Linked DNA regions of Sus scrofa: region 1 is linked to region 2. The links are chromatin contacts, called in public Hi-C maps. All regions are on one chromosome and are shown on one strand. The core of a region is the stretch at or near the end of the contact, and the rest is flanking DNA. Distances in the headings are between cores, read along the strand shown. Region 1 holds the start of SALL4 (spalt like transcription factor 4). Region 2 overlaps ATP9A (ATPase phospholipid transporting 9A (putative)).

Region 1 (6,203 bases), core at 1,292-3,791, 78 kb after region 2:
TGCAGATTTTTCTGATCTGCTAATTGATCGCTGGACTTCATTTTCCTCTCTCAAAACGTGCATTCTTTACAAGTGGGTCTCTAATTGGCTTTGCAAAAATTTTAAGACCAGGCTAAACTGGATTTTTAAAATCACACACACACACACACACACACACACAGAGGCTGCTCAAATGCAAAATGCATTCACTGCTTGTTTGGGAAAACTACCTTCTGTCCCATGGTGGCAACTGGGGGTTCTGCAAACACATTCTAGGACCGGAAGAATTCTTTCCAAGAACTCCAAAGATATAGCAAAGAATACCTGGCAGAGCCAGGGATAGCTCAAGCAACAGATTAAAGTCCCCAGGCGCTCCCATCCCTAGCCAGGGCTCTCCGACCCCCTGCCCCAGCCCGTCCCATTCTCATCCATCAGGTGTGAGCCGGTACCTGCATGGGGACCCGCCTCTCAGCAAGGGCGAGGTTCCAGGCTGGGTCTCCAGGGGGCGCCCGCGCGCAACTCAGCCATCCACTCCAAGCCAAACGATCAATAGCAACTCCCCCTCCCAAATCGCGGAGGGAGCGCACTGCCCCGCCGAGATCCCAACCAGCTCCGGCTAACTGCAAACTCCAGCCTGCGTTAACTTAAGAAGCAACCCCCGTAACAAGCTCCCCTTAAGTGCCAACCACAACCAAAAGCCCCACTTAAGTGCGCTCACCCAAAATGTAGGGGGTAGGGGGAAGGGGAGGTCAGAGCAGGACCAGGGGAGGGGTCAGAGCCAGGAGCTCGCCCCTCCTCTCGGGAGGAAGCAGGCGGGCGGAGGGTTAACCCTTTTGTTCCAGGTGGGCCAGGCAGCGAAGCCTCTCCATTCTCCCCCCACCCCCTCCCAAGGCACAAAGAGAGTCCACTCCTCCGACCTCGGGTGCGCGCTGCCCTGACCATCGGACGCCCCAAAACGCACAGCCGCCCCCTCGGTCAGGCCGATCTCTTTAATTTGCCGTGAAGAAAATGTTATTTGGAAGGAAATAAGGATGATACATTATCTTATTTAAAATTAAGGAAACTTGCTACATTCCCTCCGCGAAATAAAGGGTACGGTAGCAAAAAAGTAGCGACCGTCTCCCCAAAGGAGTTGTGGCTCGGATTGCCTGGGGTTGCCGCGCACACCTCATCACCGGTTGGGAAATTAGAAAGCAGGCGGCGAGGGAAGTCATCAACAAGGCCCAAGAGGAGGTTAAAACGCCCCCTCCCCCCACGCGTACGCTAAAAACTTATCAGGCGACAATTTGGCGGGCCGGGACGGAGGGGAGATAGTGGGAAATCGACTCGCTCCTAAAGCCCCTTGGGTGAAATGACTAGGAAGAGAGGAGTTTGCTCGGCTGCTCCCGACCAGTCTAGGGGTCCCGAACTCCTCCCGACCCCGGGGCGCGCGGCTCGGAAGCGTGGGCCGGGTCAGCCCCGGGAGCTCGCCCTGGCCGCGACCGCCCAGCCCTGGCCCGACCTCTCCCCTCTGGCCCCGCCGCGCGCTTTTGGAAAGCCGGGCGCCCTAGAAAAGCAACGCAAAACGCCAGACCCGTGCACCCCAGCGGGGCTGCCCGTGCGCCCGCGACCCCCGCCCCTGGGGCCCGCACCCCTCCCGCGGGCCGCGGTTATTTTTAGGAAGTCGGAAATCAAAGATGGCTGGAGGTCAGGCCCCGAAAGGTTAGGGCGAAGATCGGCAGGCGACGTAGCCCCGGGAGAAAAGAGGAAAACCAAAAAAAAAAAAAAATTTTTTTTTAAAGGGAAATACTGTGCCCTTCTCCTCTACCTCCTCGGGCCCTCCAATGCCCTCCGCAGCGCGGGTGGCCCGCACCCCAGCTCCAGCGGGTGGGGAGAGGTCGCGCCCCCTCCCCCCTCTTGTCCCGGGAGGGGCGCGTGCAACAGATCGCCCTCCCCCAGGAGTCTTCCAAGGGTGCGCCCCTTCCCCAGCTTCCTGGAAAAGCCCCCAATGGGTGAAGGAAAGAGTGGGGACCCCCGGGGTCTTTCTTTTAAAAGCGGCGCCAGGGAGGGAGGAGGGGAGCCTCGGTTACAAGTGGGGGGGGGAGGTTACCAGTGAGGGGAGTGGAACCAATTAAGAGAGGGGCAGAGGACAAGGAGAAGCGAACCTTCCAGGAATGAGAGGGACGGAGGAGAGGCTGGGGGTCAGTTTTACAATAAGAATAGAGAGACCTGGGGGTGAAACTTACACAAGAGGGGAGAAGCGATAAAAGCGTAAAATTAACAAGGGCGGGGGTGGGGAATGGTGCTGCCGCTCCTCCCTGGAACTGAGTCCTCAGATCTTGGCTCCAGAATCTGCGCTAGGAGCCTCTGGCTCCCCCAAAGCCCGCGCCTTCGAGGGTCCCGCGAGCGTCGGGGAAACTGCCCGCGCCGGCGTGCGCCCCCAGCCCCACTCACCCGGCTCCCCGGCCACCGGAGCCGATGGGGCCGCATCTGCAAACTCCGCGGCGGGCTGCTGCGGCTGCTGCTCGCCCTGGTCCTCCTCCGAGTTGATGTGTTGGGGTTTCGCCTGCTTGCGCCTCGACATGGTGCGAGCATCGGGGAGCCTTGGAGAGCCGCGGTTATTTGCCCACTCCACCACAAATTCCTGGAGTTGGGAAATTTACCCCCCTTCGGCCAGAACGCGCATGTCCCAGTAATTATTATTATCAATAATGCATTGCGATTTATCATGAGCCCTGACAGCTGATTGGCCTGGGTCCAAGACCTCAGAGATCATTTAAATAAGCCCTCATTGATCAGGGAGGGGCGAGGCATTCTGGGCTTTGTAGTCCGGCCCTGCAAGCGACAAAGGCGTGTTCATCGGGGGAGCGCAACTAATTAGCATCCGGGCTCAGATTGGCTGGATCGTGGACGAAATCAGAGGGGGGACCCATCCTCGCTTCAGCTATTTGAGTCCTTGGAGAGAAAAAGAAAAATAATTGTGTACTTACTAAAAACTAGAAGCTTCCGTAAAAGTTTTAGAAGAGTATAATTGGTAGCGTGCTCCAAAAATTACTTTTGTAAGGTTGATATCCGCGGAAGCCGGGAAGGAAAGTCTTTTCAGTGGGATATTTTGGCTCAAATTTTACATTAAAAAAAAAACAAAAAAAAAACCTGAAAAACAAAACAACAAAACCAACCCCCCCCCACACACACACAAAAAAAAAACGAAGAAAAAACCTGGGATTTGACCCATGTCCCCTCCCATCTCCTTTTTCATTGAAAGGTTTAAATTGAGTTTGAAGAATGGTGAATGCTGATATATTCAACCTTCCCACCTCATCTCAGCTCTTAAAGTGGCCTTCCAAATTTCCAAATTTCAGATTATCCCTTCACCACGGTATATTTCCTTTAAATGCTAAATGATAAACTCCAGGATTTGTACTAACGAGATTTGGTTTATTGTCACGGTGCAGACCTTGGTTTTTAGTTTTTGGTTTTTTAATTTTAAAATGACTGGATACTAAATATAGAAAAGGCAGATTAAAAGCGAGTCTAGTCAGAGATAATATCGAAACAACAAACGGTTGCATTTTCCCCCCCAAGCCATAAATGTCTGATAACATCATTTTATTACCGAGAGATGATTCTCTTAAATCTCCCATGGAATCAGCAGTGGGCACTGCTGGAGTAACTGGGTGTTGCTAAAATAATCGTCATTGGAATTTTTTTGCAATATGGACTTTAATATAGAAAAGATGTATAGTTCAAGGTGATTACATCACCCTGACACCGGACGCCTGCAATTTTCTAAAATTGTGTGTGTGTAACATTATATATATTATGTACACATATAATATGTATTATGTATATACACATATGTACTGTGTATATGTATATATTATATACATCTCTACAGTAAATCTCTGTGTATTTTATTCTATTAACTGCCTTGCATGATGTAAATACTCAATAAATGTAGAATAAATGGTGAAAACTTCATCCAAGTCTTTGATTGGTGTTTCCCTGGTGCCTCTGGGCATGCGTCTCTCTTTAGCATTACAATAAATTGTAAGGAACTGTGCAAGTATAAACTCTTCTCCACATTTATACATTGCATTTTCTTGATTAGTTATTCATCAGGTTCCCAGTGTGTAAAAATTTTTTGTAAGCTCATTGGGAATGCAAGCAAAACAGAATGCTAAGCTCATAAATACATTCACCTGGGTGTTTGGACAACCCAAGGCAGAAAGTGAATCAGCTCGACCATCTTTTTGATATTCATGGTCATGAATAAAAACTTAGTGAAGAAAGGGAGGGTAACCTCCAATTTTTGAGTCTCTGAAAAAGCTGGGTGTTGTTTTATGTTAAGTTCCTTAAGCCAAAAAAAGATAGAATTACAGTCAACAGCCAAGTTGGAAAGGTAAGAATTTGGCTGAATAATACATGGAAGCCGTTTTGAATTCTCATACTGAGTAAAAAAGCCAATTAATGCCTGCCTTGCTCACTAATCTGCTTATATTCCCAACACCTTTCCCATGAAAGGAAGTGTGGCAGGAGATGTAATTTATCCATCTGAATGCATGTGCAGCAGGTTTACTGCTCAAGAAATGTTAGTGGTGTAAGGAAAACTTGAGGTAAAATATAGTTGTTTAAATGTATTTATTTTAGTTGGTAATAGTGAAAACATGGTAGCCATTTCTACTCATAACCAGGTAGTAAAACTGTGCCTCTTTAGCCTCCAAGTGATAATAATAATAATTGATTGAGCCCCTGGTAGGAGCCACAGATGGCATGAAATGCACAGTTTCTTGCTTCATCTACCAAGAGAGATCAGTACTGTTTTGTCCATTTTGAAAAAGAAGAAACTGAGGTTTCAGGACATGAAGGGACCTAATGAGGATGCGGATGAGTTCAACCCCTAAGTCTGACTCCAAAATTCTTCTATCACATCCGAATGCCTGTCATCCGGCTCTGGATGAATCTAGGCAAGACAGCTGAACAGGCGAAGATTGGGGCAAGAGAAAACTTATGTTAAGCCTGTCTTGAAAAATCTGGGGTCCGCGGAAATAACTCCTACAGATAAAGTCAAAGTCAAGTGTTCCTCAAAGAAAACCTTGCCACGAATATTATATCAAGAAAAGAAAGACACAGGAGTTCCCGTCATGGCACCGTGGTTAACAAATCCGACTAGGAACCATGAGGTTGCGGGTTCGATCCCTGGCCTTGCTCAGTGGGTTAAGGATCCAGCGTTGCCGTGAACCGTGGTGTAGGTTGCAGACGTGGCTCAGATCCCATGTTGCTGTGGCTCTGGCATAGGCCAATGGCTACAGGTCCAATTAGACCCCTAGCCAGGGAACCTCCATATGCTGCAAGAGCAGCCCAAGAAATGGCAAAAAGACCAAAAAAAAAACAAAAAAAAAAAAAAAAAAAGAAAGAAAAGAAAGACACAGTAAATGTTTTGACTCTTTGAATCTACCTCCCACTTATGAGCTGTAGCCAGGAGCTGGTACACCAGAGGTGAGGTCAGATGCTACAACAAAGGGGAGGGGTGAATGAAGCCCGAGGGGCACAAGGCCAGTCCCTAATCCAAGGTAAGTTTTGAATTATTCATATTCCATAAACAACTAAAACGCCTGGGTGGGATCAGCATTAGAAAAAAAAAAAAAGATTATTGTAAAGGATAGTATTAAACTTTTGAATGCCTTTTCTAAAATTTTTTTAATTTTTTTATTTTTAGGGAGAATTGCAATGATTTTTAATTTTTATTTATTTATATATTTATTTATTTTGCTTTTTAGGCCACACTCGCGGCATATGGAGGTTCCCAGGCTCAGGGTCGAATCGGAGCTGGGTTGCTGCCGGCCTACACCACAGCCACAGCAATGCCAGATCCGAGCCTTGTCTGTGACCACACCACAGCTCGTGGCAATGCCGGATCCTTAACCCACTGAGCAAGGCCAGGGATCGAACTTGCAACCCCATGGTTCCTAGTTGGATTGTTTCCGATGCCCGAGACGGGAACTCCTTGAATGCCTTTGTTAGGAGACTGGGTTTATGAATAATCCGGTTCTTCTCACTGTTTGTCCCAGGCAGAAATTGCCGGAAACTGACTTGGTTACATCTTCCCCTAAATCTATAAACACTGAGGCTTTACTGTGTCTAAGGGCCTTTGGGATACAAAATCCCAGTTTATCCTCGTTAAAATCCTTTTTGATTCCCATTTCATGGACTGGGAAACAAACTCGAAGCTTCCATTCAGCGCC
Region 2 (6,598 bases), core at 1,586-4,085:
CTGGGAACTTTCATATGCCATGAGCGTGGCCCTAAAATGACAAAAACAAAAAGCAAAAACAAAAAAAAAAAAACCCTCCAAAACAACAAACAGGAAATCAAAATTAATTGTGCTTATAAGTGGGACTTCTGGCCAACCAGCACCCAAAAACCTTGAAAAAAATACTGTGTGTGTGCATCTCATGGAAAAAAAAGATTCTTCTCCCGATAAGCTGCTGAGTGGAATCCCAGAAAGCAAACATTCAGTAAGGCCACCAGAGACACAATACACGTTAGGACGCGTGAAGCAGTGGCCAGGGCTCACCGCCCCCCACCGCAGAGTCACAAGCTGCCACACCCACTCACCTTTTCCACGATGATAAGATCTCCAACCTGGATGCTGCAGCTCTTCACCTTCACTGTCCCTGCAAAGAAACGGGCCCAAGAGACGTGACGTCCGACTTCATTTCAATTCTGACCAACTCCACAGTGTCCACCAGCCTACAGACCCAGAAGTGTGTCCCCACCCCCACGCCCACCCCGGCTACACACACACACACACACACACACACACACACACACACACACACACACACGAGAGAAGAGGGAATACGGTCAACACTGAACTCTCGATACCTCCACCAAGAAAGAGGCTACCCCCAAATGACGGATTTTTGTTAAATTTGCAGCTGCTAGGGAGCCTGCTCTATATGACTATGATCAGACCACACGACTCTTGCCGGCTGTTTATCTGGATAATAGGAGCTGACATTAAACACTAATTCTGTGCTAAGTGCTGTATAGATACGGACACGCTGGTGGCTTCACTCGCGCCCCTCTACGGCCCCAGAAGATCCCATCTCTAGTTTTCTGACAAGGACAGGGGGCTCAGAGACGCCCCACCTTCCGGGAGCCCACAGTTAGAAGAGGCCAGCCCCAAGAGTCCACGCCCAGCGACTCCAGAAGATGGAAGAAAGAACAAGGAGATCCGATCGACTCGAAAAACATTTACTGAGCGTCAGGTCCTAGGAATTCAAAGATCAAAGACAGTCCTCCCCCCCGTGAAAAAGCTCACGGTCTCGGAGAGGAATCGGCAGGCCTGTCCGGGGAAGAGCAGGACAGGAGGCGGTGTGGCTCTGCAGGCCAACAGGCGGCCTCGGCATTCCCAGCAACTTCCTCCCCAAAGCCAACAGTCTTCGTGTGTGTGTGTGTGTATCTTACTTTTGTCTTATTTTTTATTTTCCTGTCTTTTGTCTTTTTTAGGGCCGCACCTGCAGCATGGAAGTTCCCAGGCTAGGGGTCGAATCGGAGCTACAGCTGCCAGCCTACACCACAACCACAGCAACGCGGTATCCGAGCCACATCTGTGACCTACACCACAGCTCACGGCAACGCCCGATCCTTAATCCACTGAGTGAGGCCAGGGATCGAACCTGTAGCCCCATGGATGCTAGTCAGATTTGTTTCCACTGAGCCACAATGAGAACTCCTGTACATTTATATGTTAAAACGTAAGAGCTGTTCTTGGTTCCTGGACTGTATCAAACAAAAAGAAAGGTGGTGAACTGACTTGGCCCACTGGCTACAGTCTCCAAACCCAAGAGCTGGTAAAAAAGACAGCCAGACAGATGCTGTTAGTGCAAAATAGCATATGAAGCGATGGAGTGAGTCCAGTGCATGAAGGGAGCAGAGGAAGGAGACCTCGCCCTCTGAAGGCGGACAGGGAGCAGGGCCCGGCACAGAGAAGGCTCTGCACTCACCACTCAAGCACCGTTAACTGGCACACCTGCTGGAGGCCAGGCCTTCTAAGGGTGGGGACACGTGGGACGCAGCTGGAGCGGAGGGAAGGCAGCAATAGACAATAACGAATGAACAGGCCAGGGGTGGGGGGGTGTCAGCAAGTGCTTTACAGGAGAGTCCGGGTCAGCTTTAACCAGATGGCGGATACTGGTTACCAGCATCAGGTAAAAGGAAGGCACAAGATGGGAGAAACGGATGAGTACACGTGTGTGCACCTGCAGACCGGAAGCACCGCGTGGAAGAGGAAGAGATGAGGGGCTGGTGGGGCCAGGTGGTCCCGCATCCGGGGAACAAGCCTATCAAGGAGGTGCGTCTTGATCCTGTCGATGAGTCAAATTCCCATACAAGGGAGCAACAGCATTAAAACTCTTCATGTTATGGGCGTCTCATAATAAGCCCATTTAACTTATAAACATTCAGCAGAGAGAGGAAACACAGTAACGACCCTCAGTCCTCCTCGATAAAACAGATGTCCCAGAGCAAGGGTGACCGGGAGTCAGGAATCTCCTGTCCCTCACCGTGGACTCCTTCATTCAACCCATACCCAGCATCCACCACCTGGGAACTGGCGGGAGTTTCTTTAGGGTTAAATGGAACTTAAAGACGCTAATGAAATAATCGCAGTGTGCAACTCTGGATTTTTAGGATTTTCCACACTATTGGACACTTTTCACCTAATTTAATGCCGTGGGTCATTTTAGCAATTCCCCACTGTTGGGCTGTGGCAAAGCATTCCACTGACTTCCAGAAAGCCCACGGCCGATGGCATGAGCTGGATGACCCTCCACTGCTCGCAAGATGTTTAAATCCTCCCCGTTAGAGCAGCTCCCAGTACGAGGTCAGCTTGTGATAGAGTCTCGCCTTCCTAAAGCACAACTCAGACCCAATGGCCTGAGCCTGGGCACCCTCACGAGAGACCCATCAGCCTCAACCGTCCACAACGTCAAAGCCTTTACAGAAGGAATGCAGAACAAACGCCAACCCTAGGAGGCGGCTCCTCAGAAATGGCGAAAGGAACAGTGAGCCAGATGCACAGAACTATGTTCCTGCCAGAACAATTCCTCTTGTCCCACTAGGGGGCAGCAGGACAAACACACACAGACACACGGTGCTTTCGGGGGAGCCATCAGGGCCTTCCTCGAAGGAAGCTCGTAAATTCAGCGTGGCCCCCTGCGCCGGCGAACTTTCCCTTCCCCTGGGCTCCCCTCAACTTTCCCAAACATAAATTTACACGTTGTCTTGGGGTTTATGACCGAAATTTATGCTGGTGGCCTGACCCAAATCATCAGTGAGCCTGTGTTCTGATCTTTCAGAGCTACTTACGGGATTTCTCTTAATATTGAGCCCTAAGAAGGACACTGTTATACTGCTTATGAAATAATAACCGCTATGGATACGTGTGTGTTAGGGAGACAGAGGCCAAAACCAGGGGGCTTAGACTGAAAGGGTTAATGGGGATTGTTTCTGAGAAGAAAGGAGATCAATCCTTTTCTTTGGCATACCTCCTTTCTGAATTCTTCAAGGATTTTTCTAAAATAAGCATGAGCTGCTCTTCCAATAAGAAAAACCTATACAATAAATTAACGTTGCTCTAACTTTTAAGTGGCTGGGCCCAGATTTTCCCTTCTACGACGGAGTCCTGATTTATGATCTCGGTTCATCTGAACTCTGCCTCTCTGTCCATCTGCTCTACCTCAACCAAAAAAACCTTTCATCTGCCGTATTTGCAGAGCAGTGTCTGACTCACCCCAGCAGGCCGATCCCTCCCACAAACGCTCCTACTGTAACGGGCCGTCGGGCACCCGGATGCCGGCTCCATCTCAGGAGCCACGCCGCCACAAGGTCACGGGCGTTTCTCAGCCACGGCTCCCTCTTTAGCAGCTTGGTGCTCGGCGGGCATAAGCCTCAGCTCCGCAGCCTCCACAACCACAACGGGAGACCCTCAGACTACTGAGCAAACACACGAGTGGGTCCCGACCTTCGTAAATTTGGACTTCCAGGACCACGGTGACATTTCTGGGTGATCAAAAATGTGACGTTTGGGCCTGTATGTAGGACACGCGTTTAGTGGGTATCGGTGTGCCTGTGTGTCCTTTCTGAGAAAAGACAGAAAAGCCCAGAAGCATGAAAGGAGGCAGAGCGGCAGGAAGGAAAGACAAGGGATGCAGACACCGCTACCGGCGTCTAGCGTTCATCTGACAAAACGCCCGTCTCCGAGGAAGCGGCAGGTTGGTGGGAAGGCACAGCCGGGGCAGGAGGAAGAGGAGGCAGAGAAAGCGGACTGCAGTGGGCACTGAAGGGCCCGACCGGCAGCCGCTGGGATGAACTCCTGGAACAAGACAACTCTTGAGACTGTGGAGGAGGCCCCCCCCCACGATTTCTAGTCTCATGCGAACCACCGTTCTGAGTCTTCTACCGACGTCCTTGCACAAAAAGGAAGAACAAGAAACTCTCGCACTCTGGCAGAGCTTCCCAGCGTCCCAGTAAAGGAATACGAGAAATGAAAAAGAGCTTTTCCCGTCGTGGCTCAGTGGTTAGTGAATCTGAATAGAAACCATGAGGTTGCAGGTTCAATCCCTGGCCTCGCTCAGTGGGTTAAGGATCTGGTGTTGCTGTGGCTGTGGTGTAGGTCGGTGGCTACAGCTCCGATTTGACCCCTAGCCTGGGAACCTCCATATGCCGCGGGAGCAGCTCAAGAAACGGCAAAAAGACAAAAAAAAAGAAAAGAAAAATAGCATATTGATAGCAATTATCACCTACCTCGAAAGAGGCACTCTCCCTACAGTCCATTACCTGGTGGTTGGAAGGACATTCGCTCCCAGCCCCACAAGGACAAACTTCTCAAGCACTCCTATTGTTTCTGTTTTGTTTTGTCATTTACCCTAGAGATTCCCAAGCACTCCTATTTATTTATTCTTTTACTTACTTTTTGTCATCTACCCTAGTTAACTCCTAAAACTGCCAGAAGCAGCACGCCTCTCGGGCCTGTGACCCGCGTATTCACCCAGATGCGCCCCCGCGTGGATGAGTGACTCCTGTCTTCCTCTAAAATTCCTCCCCACTTTTGCACAAGGGAGCCCATATTTTCCTTCTGCACTGAGCCCCACAAAGCACGCAGCTGGTCCCGAACAGCAGTGAACACACGCAGTCACATCTTCATCCTGATGCGCACGGGAAAATCCGGCCGTGGTCTGACAACGGAAACCCCGCAAGTCTTCCACGGCGCCCCCCAGGCCAAAACGTTTCTCTTTCGGATCCCGTCTCCCCCAGACTCCCACTTCCAGGCTCTGGGACTCTTGCAGATCTTTGTAGAAACCCCACAGAAACAGGGTAAGAGATTTTTCAAAGGTTAAGCGGCAGATTTCTCTGCCGGCCACATCTCAAATCATGAAATCCTTTCTAGAAAATCAAGGCATCCCATTCAGCTTTCGCCACATCACCCAAGTCACCTCGGAGCCGGAGCTGATACCAGGGAACAAACTTCCAATTACTGGAGCTGTTTATTTCTGCAGAGATGGACCTCCAAGCCTTTCGTAAGCAAACCTATTGAGCTCAAACCATGCTTTTCATGGATGAGAGCTTCAGAATAAGGGCAGTTTGTCTACGTTGCAGAGAGAAACCAGATGTTTCCCTTGAGTCGAAACAAGCAAATGACAATTCAGTCAAACTGCAGAACGGCCCCCATTAAAAAAAAAAAAAAAAAAAAATTACATAAATTCCGGGACACTAGTCCTCGTGGGCTGATTTTTTGACCCCCAAACACCTCGAGCTATACTTCTATTTTCCATTGTGCCTGCAGGACACTGATGGCCTTTGTAGATCTCTGACAGCGATCCCCATGCACTAACCCTGGTTAATGTATAACCCTTTAACTTGCACTCTAATCTGGCTGTGACAGTGATGAGCTGTAAATTCTACAGCATGTGTACATTTCCTGAGCTTGACACAAAAACGCCTCTGCAGGCTCAGCAGAGTGAACGGGTTTTAAAGTTGAAATTTTCGTAGCCCAATCGGGTCGCAGGCATTCCCCAAAGCCCAAGAAAAGACTGTTATTTGAAAACAGCCAAAGGGTAGAAGAGCATTATTATAAATTCCACGGGCCACTTCCTGGGGCTTTTGTTTAAAATAGCGGGAACTTAAAAAAAAAAAAAAAAAAGGCTGAAGTTTAAATTTAACAAGTTTATACCCAACAGAGGCTTTTAAAATAAATATATAAATGGTGCCCCCTGCTTCTGGAGCCCAGTAAGGATGAAATAGAGCAACAGCACCCACCAGGGGGGAAATACCTTTGGGGAAAGATAACAGTGCAATTTGCAAGTGAGATTTTTTTTTTTTCCAGGGTGTTTTTTTGGTTGTTGTTGTTGTTTTTAAATTTAACAGTAGTGATTTGTAATAAAGTGAAACTGAGTAGTTTGGAAGAAGAAAAGCAATCTTATTAAAAGGAACCCTTACAAGGGTCTGAAATAACAACTGTGCATCTGTCAGACAACGTGGGAGAAGAGTGTGTGACAAGATCTGTTTTAAGTAAGACTTGTCAGCGCTGAGGCTCTGAATCTTAATGAAACATGGGAAGGGAAGAATTCTTTGCTTCCTGAGCTGCATTTGAAATTGTCAGTAAAGACCTTTGCAGTACTTATCCAAAAGGCTGTCCCTGGAATTCTCTTCTCTAAGAAACAAGGATAAAACAATGTTTAGTGTTATCCCATGTCTGACCAGAGCTCCCACTTTGAAAACATCAATGGTCCTTGTGTTTAAGAAAACAGAGTTTCGGTTTAGCTCGCTATGGGCCCCACAACTCCCCATTAATGAACCCGTTCCCT

The links. Hi-C and Micro-C count contacts between places; a contact is called where the count stands out from the background.
Region 1: a Hi-C map of fetal liver shows a contact between it and region 2, with 1.9 times the contacts expected there. The contact joins the promoter of SALL4 here to the enhancer-like site in region 2. A contact is called at or near these places in 4 of 47 Hi-C or Micro-C datasets (embryonic fibroblasts, fetal liver, heart right ventricle and 1 more) and 1 of 2 datasets of contacts at active chromatin or transcription factors (skeletal muscle).

What each region holds. Positions count from the first base shown.
Region 1 is chr17:53,100,482-53,106,684 of Sscrofa11.1, forward strand. SALL4 (spalt like transcription factor 4) reads right to left here and starts at 2,542. Exons shown (of 4, transcript NM_001114673.1): 1 at 2,413-2,542. The coding sequence starts at 2,542.
Region 2 is chr17:53,021,891-53,028,488 of Sscrofa11.1, forward strand. It overlaps ATP9A (ATPase phospholipid transporting 9A (putative)), which reads right to left. Exons shown (of 28, transcript NM_001114672.1): 5 at 345-403. Among named protein-coding and RNA genes, the nearest start is that of ATP9A, 47 kb to the right of the region's middle. Within about 2 kb of position 2,836, at least 7 of the 83 cell types and tissues checked have an H3K27ac peak or open chromatin away from gene starts, as enhancers often do. A contact at or near this core is called in fetal liver, where this site is marked.